Regions from separate parts of the Zea mays genome. Here region 1 is linked to region 2. Evidence: chromatin contacts called from public Hi-C data. All regions are on one chromosome and are shown on one strand. The core of a region is the stretch at or near the end of the contact, and the rest is flanking DNA. Distances in the headings are between cores, read along the strand shown. Region 1 holds the start of LOC100381870 (Putative SAP DNA-binding domain family protein). Region 2 holds the start of LOC100192774 (40S ribosomal protein S9-like).

Region 1 (6,634 bases), core at 91-2,590, 150 kb before region 2:
CGGCCGGCCGGCCACCACCGCCGCCGGCCTCCCTGCGCCCGCTGCCGCCCAGCCGTCTCCCTGCGCCCGCCGCCGCTCGGCTGCCACGAGCTCGGCCCGCCGCCGCCGCCCGGTCGTCCGGCGGCTCCCACGAGCTCGGCCCGCTGCCGCCCGGTCGCCTACGCTACTCCCTGCGCCCGGCCGTCCACGCGCAACCGTCGTCCGGCCACCCGCGCGTCCACCATCGTCGCCGGCTCGTGGTGTGAATGATGTGAATGATATATATCTTTTGTTTGTTTGGATGGAACAACAAAAGCAAATAAAAAAGGGACATCCTGGTCACTTTGCCGAGTGTTACACTCGGCAAAGGGTGGCTTTGCCGAGAGCTATGACCATGGCACTCGGCAAAGAAGGAAACCTGGGAACCGGTAAAGACATCTTTGCCGAGTGCTGACAGTGGCACTCGGCAAAGAAGGAAACCTGGGAACCGGCAAAGACATCTTTGCCGAGTGCTTTTGCCAAGACACTCGGCAAAGATACTGGCAAAGGGGCCCACTGGAGGGTTCTTTGCCGAGTGCCAGGCCACCAGACACTCGGCAAAGAAACCTCCTTTGCCGAGTGCCACTAGGGCTCTCGGCACAGGGACTAGCTGTGGGGTCCACTGGACCAGTCTTTGCCGAGTGTCGCCGTAGGCACTCGGCAAAGGATCCGTCACCGTTACTTGGCGCCGTGACGGTGACTTTTTTTTGCCGAGTGCCAATTGGCACTCGGCAAAGACTTTGCCGAGTGCTCGACAAAAAGTACTCGGCAAAGAAGCTGTTGCCGATGTACAGTTCGCCGAGCGTTCTTTGCCGAGTGTTACACTCGACAAAGGCTTTGCCGAGTGTAAAATAGCCTTTGCCGTGTGTTTAGAACACACGGCAAAGGAGCTGATTCCGGTAGTGCTCGTACATAGATTTTTTTAAACATATCGATTTACATGACTCCTACATAGAATTTTTAAGCTCACTCGTGCACTTTTTTCTATAGTACGACGAGCGATCTTTAGCATGTATTATTATTATTATTATTATTATTATTATTATTATTATTATTATTATTATTATTATTATTATTATTATTATTATTATTATTATTATTATTATTATTATTATTATTATTATTATTATTATTATTATTATTATTATTATTATTATTATTATTGCTGCTGCTGCTGCTAATGGCTCTAAAAATGTTTTTTTTGGTTCTGCTTGAGGCTCAGCCGATCAGGCCTGCCCTGTACTGTACTTACGCATCCGATCTGCTTGTAGGTGTGTGTGCTGCAACCCTACCCTGCTGTCTTGTTCTATCGCCCCCAGCCTGCGCGCAATCCGACCCACCCACACGACTGGGCCGGCCGTCGCTAACGCCCTACTTCGGCCCCCTTTACCGGCGACGAGCACCACCACCACCAGGTATGCCCTCCCTTTGTTCTTCCCTTCCTGCGGCGCGAAGCCGTGCGCCCAAACCCTAACTTCTATTCGTAGGTACGCCTTCCCCTTGTCCCTCCCTGCTGTGCGAAACCGTGCGCCCAAACCCTAACGTACTGGTATTCGGATCTGAACTATGCATGTATTATTCCTACTCACTTCGATTGCTTTGCAAAAAAATATCGGGTGTCCATGTGTACACCCAGGTCCGCCCCTGGCTGTGATGCTCTTCTGTGTTTCCGACAGCGCCCTCGCGTGATTTGTTTGATGGTGAGGGATATAAGGGTGGTGCCTTTGGATATATCTGGATAGGTTCTTCGATTTTTGCTCCGTTTGCAGTTTCCTCATGGAATCCTGCGATTTAATGGGGTGCCTTTTTGTGCCCTATACAGTGAAATGCCTTGATTTGATATGCTGGTGTTTGATACTTTCTACTTCGGTGGAGTGTAGTGTTCCATTTGTGACCAATCTTGGCTATGTCATCAGCTATGATAATTTATGGCTGACAGTTGTGTTCTTTATCAATTTGTTGTGCATTATGACCATTGTATTGTCCAGTAAATGTCAGAAGGCAAGACAATTTTTTGTATTATATAGAATGAATAGTTATATTTCATCCAAACACATCATGTAATTATTGCTTTCACTATTAGTACTTTATCCCTATGTTATGCTCAAACTGTATAATAGAACTAGTAGAATGTAAGCAACGAACTCTATAGTATGGTTAGTGTTCAGTTGTCCAGAAACTGTAGTTTTTGCAGTAATTGAATTTCTTGTTTATTTTACTCGGATTTGATTATTATTATTTGTTTCGGATACAAATATTAATGTCATTATTAGTTGATCTAGGTATGTAGCTATTTACTGGACTCCATAGGCTTCAGTTGATGATTAGTTTGTTTATATTTTTTTGTCAAATGGAATGAATCTTTGACTTGACCAAGAAACAATGTGATTTCGAGATATGATAATGTAAGGCCTGATTTGGTTGTTTATTTCTGTTGGCAGTCACCATGTCATCTTATCCTGTGCTAAACAACCGACCAATTGATCAGTGGAGGGTTACTGATTTGAAGGATGAGCTCCGTAAAAGGAAGCTTCCTGTTAAAGGTTTGAAGGAGGAACTCGTAAGGCGACTCTTTGACTCCATTCAGAGTGAAATAGAAGCTGATGAAGCTGACGAAGCTGATGAGGATGTGGGAGTGAATGTGGATGATCAGTTGCCTGATGCCAATGCTAGCGAGGAAAATACAGTTACCGTTACGGAAGTTCATCAGGAAACTGTGGTTCATGTCACTCAGCAAGTTGAAGTTCCTACCACCAAAGCTGGTCAGGAATCCACAATTTCTCCCACTAGAAGGGCCCCCAGTGTCGATGTTGAAGAGGCCTCAGCAGACGAAGAAGTACCCGAATCAGTTGCTGAAGGAAATATGTCATTTGAAGAAGTGCAAGTGCATACTGAAATTACTAATGAGCCTGTTCATGAGAAGACCACAGACGTTGACACCAATGATACAGTTGTTGTTAATGATGCAATCGATGTGAATTCAGACTTGGCGCCTGCTGAAGTCAAGTTTGGTGCTACGGAAGCAAGCAAAATTGAAGAACATGATTTCCCCCCTGCACCTGTAGATGCCTTAAATTCAGATGCTGCTGGTCCTATGGATACTGATGTCGTCACAGCTGCAACTTCAGACGTTGGTTCTATGGATACTGATGTTGTCACACGTGCACCAGTTAGCGATGATGAGGAGAAACTGGAACTGAAGGTTGATTTGGGTAACAAGGTGTCAATGTATGATGAAGATAACAATAGTTCTGATACCATGAATGAGGACTGCAAGCCCATCGTATCAAAACCAAACAATCAGGTACCTGAGGTTAGTCCAGATTTAGGGTCTCAAATTAAGTGTGAGTCGATTTCTACTGATAATCTATCATCTAACAAAAAGAATACTATAAAAGATAATTTAAATGCTAATAATTTTGATTTAGAATTAGAGGTTCAGCCGAAGATGGTCCAACCATCATCCGGCATTACTTCATTAGGTGGAGATTTGCAGCCATTGGATGATGACAAAGAGCTGGTTAAGAACCAGACATCTTTGGAAGACATAGATTCCACAGCTAATGTGGACTCATACAAGAAGGATAGTCCTGAAGGTGGGTCTCCAGAGAAATTAAATCTAGACAGGAGTTCAGGTGATGAGTCAATGGAGGAGGATGTTGTGGAAATTAAACAAGATGAGGCCAATATGAAATCTGATGATCTCGGACAAAAGAATGAGCTTAACTCAGAAGATGTGAAAGAGGTGATCCTCCCTGATTCTGTTGTTGAGGCTTCCAAGGAGGTTACGGCTGAAGAAAAGTCAGCAGCTTCAACAGAAAAGAGAAAACTTGAAGGTTTGTCTCTCTCTTAAGTTCTTTCTGCTTGTTTTTCCCCTGAAATATCTTAATTAGACCCTACAGTTACTTCTGCCTTCAGTGCCTTCAACACATACTCCAGTGTGCATGCTTTATACTTTTACGTGGCATAAAGTGTGCGAAAGAGCCTCTAGCTGAGTTGGTTTGTTGGTTTGAGTAGCACTCCTCAGATCCTGAGTTCGAATCCCAGTGGGAGCGAATTTCAGGTTGAGTAGCACTCCTCAGATCCTGAGTTCGAATTTCAGGTTAAGGTCACTCCTTGGTTCCCTTGGTGCCTTGGTGGTGTGCACATAAGATGGACTAATCTATGGGGGTCCGATCCTTGTGTAGAGACTGAGGGCTCAAAGAACGAGTAAAGATCTGGCCTATAGGGGGCGGACCCTCAATGCTGCATGGGGGGGGGGGAGCTTTCGTGACCTGTCTCGGTCGGGGCTCCGATTGAGCTTCTTAGTATAATACAGTGGGGGTGGTCTTTCTCCTACCGGCCGAGTTTAAAGTACCCATCTTGAGTCATAATGTTTACAGTTCTAGTGAGGACGCAAATGCTGCACACATGTTTATCTTGGCAGCTTTGCTTTATATGCAATGACTTTGCAGCAAATAGGAACTGTTGGGGATGTCAACAGATCATCCAAAAGGAAAATGCCTAGAGTAATCACATTGTTTCTCTAGTAGAGATTTGGTGCCTTAAAATGTTTTATTTCCTTTTAGTACTCTTTATATTCACGAAAACCATTTAAAGCCTTCAATCTGGGATAATTTGGTCAACAGTATTATATGGTACACTTGCATTGAGATTAGATTTATTTTAATGTTTGTTTTTTTCTTATCGTTGGTTCCATCTTTATAAATTTGCTTTATGCATGAATGTAACAAGTATATAATCAGCTGGACATGAAGTTTTTGAAATTTGGACATAGCCATTGAATGTGCAAGTTAAATGCTAACCCCTAGTTGAATGCACAGATGAAGATATTGCAAACACTGAACCAATCAAGCGACAACGTCGGTGGACTGCAGACGTTGCCAAAGTTCCAGAGAGACAAGCATTGAGTCAAACTGGTCCTGAAACTCCTAAGGATATTTTTCAGCCTGCTTTCAAACGATCTTTTGGGAGGTCTGATTCAACAGCAAGTGTAGATTCTCCTAAGGAACGGATTGGTGAGTCATTGGCTCCTTGCAAGAACTCAGTTTCTGTATCCGTACACTTCATGAGTGACTATCTGTTAACCTTTTTTTATTTGTGTTGTAGTACCACCTGCAGAGAAACCTGCCACAACTTCTTTGAGAATTGACCGATTTGTACGCCCATTTACCCTGAAAGCTGTGCAGGAGCTTCTTGGTAAAACTGGATCTGTACAAGACTTCTGGATGGACCATATCAAGACTCATTGCTATGTGACAGTATGTTTTCTTTCCTAAACCAAGACTTGAGTATCTTAACTTTGTTGTTTATCACATCATTTTGAAATGAACAAAGCTGCCATTCAACTTCATTCATGAAGCAAATTCAGGCTGCATGGGGCGAAAAACATTTTGGACTCCATTTTTAAGCTGTTGGTGTTTGATAAGTAATAAACCATGATAATAATATTAGTGAAAGCATTCAATTATTGTGGTAAACTGGAATTATACATGTTGTTGTGGCTTTATGGAATTGAATTTGTGTAGTGCCAACACTGGACTTTTAATTGAAAATGTTTGTTTCACTGCATGTGTATGTTGACTATGTTCTATGCATATTCTGACTGCGCTGCTAAGCTGACTTTGCCTCATTTGCACTCCAACTTGATAGTTTTCTTCGGTGGATGAAGCAATGGCTACTAGGGATGCTGTTTACAACCTACAGTGGCCCCCAAATAACGGCAATAAGTTGGTCGCCGAATTTGTTGATCCTCAGGAAGTGAAGCTCAAGGTTGACCCCCCTCCCCCGCCAGCTGCTCCTGTTAGCCCAGCTGCTATCACAAGGGCACCTCCTCTTCAACAGACTCAAAGTGTGCCACGCCAGGCTGCTACACCAAAAGAGCAACTGCCACCTCCACCACCGCCTCCCCTTGCTAAGCCACCTATGGCTGACCCGGCGGCTATAGCGAGAGAGAGGCTTCCACCCACTCCGAAGAAGCCAGAGCCTCCTGTTGTGACACTTGATGATCTCTTCAGGAAGACACAGTCCTCTCCAAGGATCTACTATCTGCCTTTATCAGAAGAGGAGGTGGCAGCCAAGCTCGCCGCACAGGGCAAAGGAAAAAAGGAGTAGGAGGTGTTGGCTTCCATTTTCGGCTATCTCGGAGTTTGTTGTGGTATGCTTAAGTTCTGTTGTAATGTGCTTTACTAATCTTTCTTTGGTTCGAATAAAATGGTGAGGATATCTCATACAATTGCCCTCCCCTCAGGAACATGGCGTGCGGTGGTCACAGCATCAGACAGGTGCTACTGCTGCAGACCATTTGAAATAACCGGCGGCCGTGACTGCCGCGGCGGAAGAGTAGTCGTAGGGCTAGTGTAGGAGCAGCAGCAGCGGCTTGTATTTCTTAAAGAGATTATTAGTTTTGGTTGGGTCTCCGACTGCAGTGTGTGCTAAAGTTATTTGAGCTGCATGAGGTTTTGTTTGGGTACTCTAGTATTGATCCCAATCTATATGTGTTGAGGTGTAAATTAGTTTAAGTTACATCCTAATCCACCTTAATAGATGTGGGTTGAGTTAAATATTAGAGTACCCAAACTAGGCCTGAAGCGTCTGAAGAACTTGGTTTAATCTA
Region 2 (6,748 bases), core at 3,482-5,981:
ACTTTGCAAAAAACACCCAATTAAATCACCCCACACTCATAACTTCCACTAAATCCACCAAATAAATTACACTCGGTTCAAATCGTTGGATAACTCTCTCTCGTTTATTCAAATCCAATGAACAATACTATTTGAATCATCCCTCATCCATCCACCTCTCCCTCCCCGTCCCCCCACGGCCCCACGTCCCTCCCGCCACCGCCGTTGTTGACCCCTCCCCTTCGGGACCGTAACGTTGGGCTATATGCTAATATATATAGGACAACACTATTCATAACCTAGGGTGATGGACCGGAGATTTCTTGGACCAAACATAATTGATCTTGCGTGTCTGACTCATCCCCGCATGCCAGTGCTAACCACCGCACCCCAATCAACCTACGTGTTGCAACCATCCACCGCACACTACCCTCACACGCCCCCTCCCCGTTTTGACCGGACGACTGAAACTGTAACAGTAACGGAATGACTGAAACTATAACGGAATAACTTAAATTATAACGAAACAGATAAATGAGTGAATGACAGATTGTACTAGAATGATTGAAACTTTAACGTTAATGTTAATGAAATTATTGAAACTGTAATAGAATGACTGAAACTGTAACTGAATGGCTAAAAAGTGAATGGATGAGACTGTAATAAAACAACTGAAACTAACGGAATGTATGAAACTGTAGTAAAATGACTGAAATTATTAATGAAATGATTGAAACCGTCACCCTAATTTAATAGATGTGAACAGATTCAATAAGCAGATTAATTGGAACCAGCTGAACGGCTGGTTAATTAGCTCAATTAGATAGTAGATCTAGGTGATGCACAAATTTATTCATCACTTTATGTGACCGATAGAGTGCGTGTGCGTAAATTTAAAATTGATTGATCTCTTAGAATGCGGGATATGCATTTATTTTATGATGGAGTGAGTAATATTTAAGAGCGAATTGATTCTCCTGCCTAGCTTTTTCCCTTCTATTTTGTCGGTCGAACTTAGGACCCATAGTGTTAAAATAACTTGCATCTAGAAGTTAATATAAAATCTGAATCTAAACATGTTCGTTTGGCTTCAATCCGTACCGGCTTCTACTGGTCTTTATGGATTGTAGCTGCAGCAGTTCGAACAGCTGATTTTAATATGAAGTGAACAACCTGAGATCTATAGGAGGTGGCGGACTCTCATCCTGCACGGGAGACAGCTTTCATGACCTTTCTCGATCTAGACAATGATTAAGCTTTTTTTTAATATACTAATACCGTTGGCCCTGTACTGGCCAATTTTTTTCTATAAACTTTTTCTCTATTACATTTTTGCTTACCACATGCTGTTTTGTTTCTACCGGCCTTCTAAGCTTTACTAAAACTGCAAGTAACTTAGCAGTTCATTCGTTTGAACTTTGAAGTATACAATCCTTTGTTAGTTCATAATAGCCAGCCTACAAAGTCAAAAAAAAATGGTCTGCATTGTTAAGTGCATGAAGTCTCAGCCCTATTAAATAAACATCCAGAACAGTGGAAAATTAGGATGCCAGTTAGTTGTGCCTCTAATTAGAATTTAGAAGTAAGACACACCTTGACCTTGATCAAAATTGTGCCCATGGTATGGAAAACATTTAACACTACATGGACTACAATAGAACAAATGGAATACACAATCTGCCGTCTTATTGATCCAGACAAGTTAAAGGTTCTAGACTGCTTGTTGTCTATTGTCAATGAGAGCATCATGGGACAAATGGAATAAACAACGAATAGGGGCGCAGGGCGTGTCACATGTGGAAGGTGACTTCGGACGCATCATGGGGAGCTATGGCCGGACCAGCCGAGCCTGCAGTTCAACACGGGGAACTTTCTCAAGCACGCGCCGATGGCAAGAGCGGCGCCATGTACGAGCCGGCGGCTTCCCAGCCGATGTATACCGCCCTGGCCAGCTAGCTCTACAAGCACTACATCATCTACAAGTTCTTCATCAAAGTAGAAAAAGCTATTTTGCCTGGAACTTGTGGTTCGGTTCATCCAACTATCCAAGTTAACATTTCAGCCATTGAATAATGTCTTAGATGAATACAGGCTCATGCCACTTTCAATTGACAACTTTATGTCCAAAATGTCTCTGTTCCATCGTGATCTTTTGGGTTTGCTGATAACCTCATTTTTACCCTTATTCGTGTTTTTTTCTCAATTTTGCTCTTCTAGTGCTATAGATCATAAGAGCAAAACTGAGAAAAAAAAGATAAAAATTAGAAAGTTGGCAAAACTAAGGGTACAAATTTAAAAACCGTGTTATTTATTCAGAAGGAAATCAGGCCAATCAACTAAGATGTTAGCTTACAATTTGCAACGAATACTCCACCTGTCTTTAGAATTTTAACACAGATTAAGAATACAACATGTCGAGTGCGTAGCTATATATAAATAAAATACTTCGAAACAACATATCCCAGATCTATATATCGGAGTACACACTAATATCTTCCTGACAGAAAGTGATCTCATGTAAGCAGCAGTGCAAGCTCACTGAATTAACATGTGTTCATCGGATAAACAACTTCGGCAATGAAGAGTCTTAGCAATTACAGTTCTCAAAATTTTAAATTGCAATTTTTCAGAAACCTCGGCAGCCAACTTTTTGTTTTCATGTAACAAAATTAGGTCCCTAACAAAACGAAGGAGCTAGCATCACATGATCACTCTTCCTCTTCGTCGTCACCGCCTCCACCAGAAGCCTTCTTTTGGTTCTTTCTCTTCACCCTTCCAGGTTCTCCACCACCAAGTGGGCTGGTAAGAGAGAAGTCGATGTGCTTCTCTGAGTCAACTCTCACCATGAATGAGGGAATGTTGACAAGTTGCCTCCCAACTCTGCAGAAATGGAAGAGTTACATTGAGGTGAAATTGCTGAGAGAAAATAATGTATGCTTTTGAACATGCAATTTGAAAATCCATGCATCCAGAACAGAAAAAAAGTATCATAAGCACCAACAGGCACAATTTAACGAAATCACACATTGGTGTGGATTCCAAAGAGTGAACACAAATCAATCATGTTGATGTATTTGCATTAAAACCAAGTAACTTCAATGCATCATACATCTGAACTAGTTATGCAGCGAGACTCATGGTGATGGAGTCACTAAGTTTCTGTGCATTACCATAGCAATATCTGGTAGAGATAACAAATAAACTTGACATCATAAACCAACAGGTTGACGGAGTCACTAAGTCTAGCCTAGTTCTCGCATCAAGAACTGTTTGCAGCAAAAATCATATTGGCACTCAGAATGAAAAGGACATTTGATTCACTGGCCTTTTGACCTCATAGATACATTAGCAAAATTAGTTCCTCACTGTGCCACCTAATATAACAACTGCACCTCACAAGAAAGTGTAAAATGTAAACAAATGAAGAAACACAAAAATATTAAATGTCTCAGAAACAAAGAAAAAGGGAGCATCAGAGAAAATATGACTGCAACATTACACACAAAGTGTCTCAGACGACCGTCGTGAGTTGCATAAAGTTTCTCATCATATGCCCCAGAACATAAACAGGAAGATAGATAGTTTAATTGACAACAGCACTTATAAAACAGTGTGCTCACACAAACTTATATACACCCACAACCTTGTAAGAAAAAGTTATCCAGTAAAATACAGGTGTAAATACTACACATCCCATGGCATTAGCTTTGTTTAAGTAAATGTGTTACTAGTTAACCATCATATCACAAAAACATAATCTTCAGGGGAACAAATCTTATTGTTTGTACCTAATGTGGCGTTGCCTGATGAGCACACGAGCATGATGAATGGACTTCGCCATGCCATTCTTGAAGACAATGGTCTGAAGGCGGCGCTGCAGAAAGTTCTCAACGGTGAGTGCAAGCACATAGTCAAGCTTGTTCTGGCCCTCACCGAGAAGACCATAGCGGTTCATGCGGCGCAGGAGTGCCTCGCCCTCAAAGATACGACGGGGGTTCTTCTCATCAAGGGTGAGCAGCTCCCTTGCAGCATTTCGGATGCGGCTGAGGGCATACTGCACACGCCACAGCTCACGCTTGCACCTCAGGCCATATTCACCCACTAATTTCAACTCAGCATCAAGGCGCTCCTTCTCATAAGGCCGCCTTGGCTTCTTGAAAGTCTTACCATCTGTGTCACAGATTATTGGAATGAGCGAAATAAATAATGACGATATACTGGTCATCAGCTAAAATGCACAAACACAACACTCCAAAATAATAGCACCACAATCACAATCCATCGATTCGTTTCTTATCCAAGTCTAATGTTTGTCTGTTTATGAATGCAATTCAGGAAAGAATACTTATATCATAAAATCCCAAACACAACAGCTTGGCGAGCATTGTAAATGAAGAATGAAGCGTTGCTTTAAAGTTTCTATATTGATGATGATAAATAAACGAACAGACTAACCAGCTACAGTTAAGCACTCAGACCACCAAACTCTAGATTAAAAATACAGTGCGATATTTTCAGCTGGTCCTCAACATTAGATCCTACCGCCATTACGGAATAAGATCAAACGGGGGGAACAACCAATAGGGAGCCAGCGGGTAGCTTACAGTTGCGATAGAAGTTCACGTGCACCATGGATGACGCTGCCCACGCCGCTCGGCGGCCGCCGCCTGTCTCTGCCGCCGCCGCCGCCGCGAGATGTGTTTGTGGTTTGTGAGGGGTGTGGCAAGGAGATCGTAGACGTGGCGTTCTTATATAGGAGGAGCTAAAACCTAACCCTAGCGCTTAAGGTTGTATTGGACATCCTCTGTGGGCCTTTTCGCGTTAGGATGGCCTGGTTATCCTGACGGGCCTTCGGTGTACAGTTTATGCAACAAGGCCACGCATAACTCGGTAGGCATACAACTAGATGTCTACCCATATTAATAGGGTGTTTAGTTCGAAACCATTTTAAATAAGTTGGTGTATAATAAGTTCATTTCATAAATTTAATGGAATAAATCCATTCCTCATATTATTATTAACCATTGTTCTATATATTATTAATCATTATTCTATAAAAAATAAAATAGTGATAGATTAACTCATTCATTCAACAAACCAAACAAAAAGTAATGAGTGAAAAGATGATAGACTATATTGTTCTTCACGTTATAAAATATAATATGTATGGACCGTATGCATACTTTTGGCTCTCCAACAGATGACTGATTGAGAGATTACTCAAAATCGTTAGCCTTTCTCCCCTATGCATTTTACGTGGCCTAATTGGCCCATTTTTTGATTGGATAGGTATTTGCAAGGTTTGCATACCTATCCTTAGCAAAACCCTATTTTTATTTTATTTTAGCACTCAGCGTCTAAAGGTATGTTTGGTTTAGCTTTTGGTTTTGTCTTTTATCCCTTAAAAGTCAAACCAAATGACTCGATCCAGAAAGCAGTTTTTTTAAAAGTCGACTTTCTTGTAGTGGAAAACTAAAAACACATCTTAACCTGTTTTTAGCGAATTTTAGATGGAACTATGAAAATATACATGAAAAAACTTTTAGCAATTTTTAGTGCGTTCTACCAAACAATTTTATGATTTTTAATAACTCACAACTGCTTTTTTTCAAAGCTTACTGCTACTTTTTTCACAGCCACAGTTCAACCAAACAGAGCCTAAAACTCAAGCTTGAAGATATATATACACACATAGAGGTTTAAGAAATCTTAAGGAATATAAGAATACTTTTTTATTTGACAAAAAATAGTTTGGTTTAAGAAATCTTGAAGATATGTATACACATATAGTGTTAGAGGGCGTGATCTCGTGGAGCCCTCTGGCAAACCGCGCGCAAAGTAGGAAGGAAGGGGAGGACTGTGACAAGCTCAGATCTAGCGCTGCAGGCTACTCGTGTCCATGGATCTGCGCCTTCTGACACCGTTGGTCGTCGTGGGCTCCCTCCCCGCCACTCTAGTCGACAGGCTTGCCATGGGCCCGCCTACGACCATTTCGGTTCGCGCCACGCATCGGGGTTCGCTAGCCTTCTGGCTAGGACTGGGCATAAAACCCGATACCCGAATCCCGAAAAACCCGAACCCGAACCCGAACCCGATAAGCCCGAATCCGAAAAGCCCGAAATCTAATTTGGGTAGAACCTCCCGGTACCCGAAATTTTATAGCAAATTTCGGTTTCAGTTATCCGGTACCCGAATAATAAATGGGTACCCGAATACAAGAAAAACACTCAAGTCGTCAAGCAGCCAAGGCCCAATCGACAACCAGCCAACCACGCAAGGCCCATGTGGACATGCAGTACAGCTAACAAGCAAGTAGGCAACGGCCAACATTATACAGCCCAAGGCGGCATGCGGCAAAGCTCCAGGCGAGTAGCCGACCAACCGTCCTGCCCGTCCAGGTCCAGCAGTCCAGGATTTCCCAACCCTAACTAGCAGCAGCTGCCGCCGTCGAGCACCAGTCCATGGTCTGCCATGGCGCCGTCCTGACACTGCCGCCGTCGAGCAGCTACCACAGGTGGGCTGTCCTGATGCAAGGAATAGTAGCATGCCTCTATTTAATCGGGTAACTGTAAATTACCCGAACCCGAACCCGATTTTTTGGTACCCGAATTTTCGGGTACCCGAAAAAATCGGGTCGAGTTCGGGTTCGACTGTTGAATACCCGAATTATTTAAAACCCGAACAACTCGACCCGAAATTTCGGGTATACCCGAATGCCCAGTCCTACTTCTGGCTGCGCTCACCGTCGTGATCATCGCGGTCACCACAG

Evidence for each region. Hi-C and Micro-C count contacts between places; a contact is called where the count stands out from the background.
Region 1: a contact with region 2 is called in a Hi-C map of leaf, with 6 times the contacts expected there. The contact joins the promoter of LOC100381870 here to the promoter of LOC100192774 in region 2. A contact is called at or near these places in 4 of 25 Hi-C or Micro-C datasets (bundle sheath, ear, leaf and 1 more).

Annotation. Positions count from the first base shown.
Region 1 is chr9:125,131,430-125,138,063 of Zm-B73-REFERENCE-NAM-5.0, reverse strand. LOC100381870 (Putative SAP DNA-binding domain family protein) reads left to right here and starts at 1,340. Exons shown (of 6, transcript NM_001174655.2): 1 at 1,340-1,433; 2 at 2,460-3,854; 3 at 4,842-5,036; 4 at 5,128-5,279; 5 at 5,671-6,175; 6 at 6,269-6,634. The coding sequence starts at 2,465. The coding sequence ends at 6,132.
Region 2 is chr9:124,983,439-124,990,186 of Zm-B73-REFERENCE-NAM-5.0, reverse strand. It overlaps LOC100192774 (40S ribosomal protein S9-like), which reads right to left and starts at 4,731. Exons shown (of 3, transcript NM_001137970.2): 1 at 4,584-4,731; 2 at 3,768-4,149; 3 at 2,417-2,859. The coding sequence starts at 4,611. The coding sequence ends at 2,688. LOC111590203 (small nucleolar RNA Z161/Z228) reads right to left here and starts at 3,536; the gene lies at 3,447-3,536. LOC103638997 reads left to right here and starts at 6,266. Exons shown (of 4, transcript XR_559158.4): 1 at 6,266-6,493. It overlaps LOC111590204 (small nucleolar RNA Z162), which reads right to left and starts at 3,354; the gene lies at 3,267-3,354.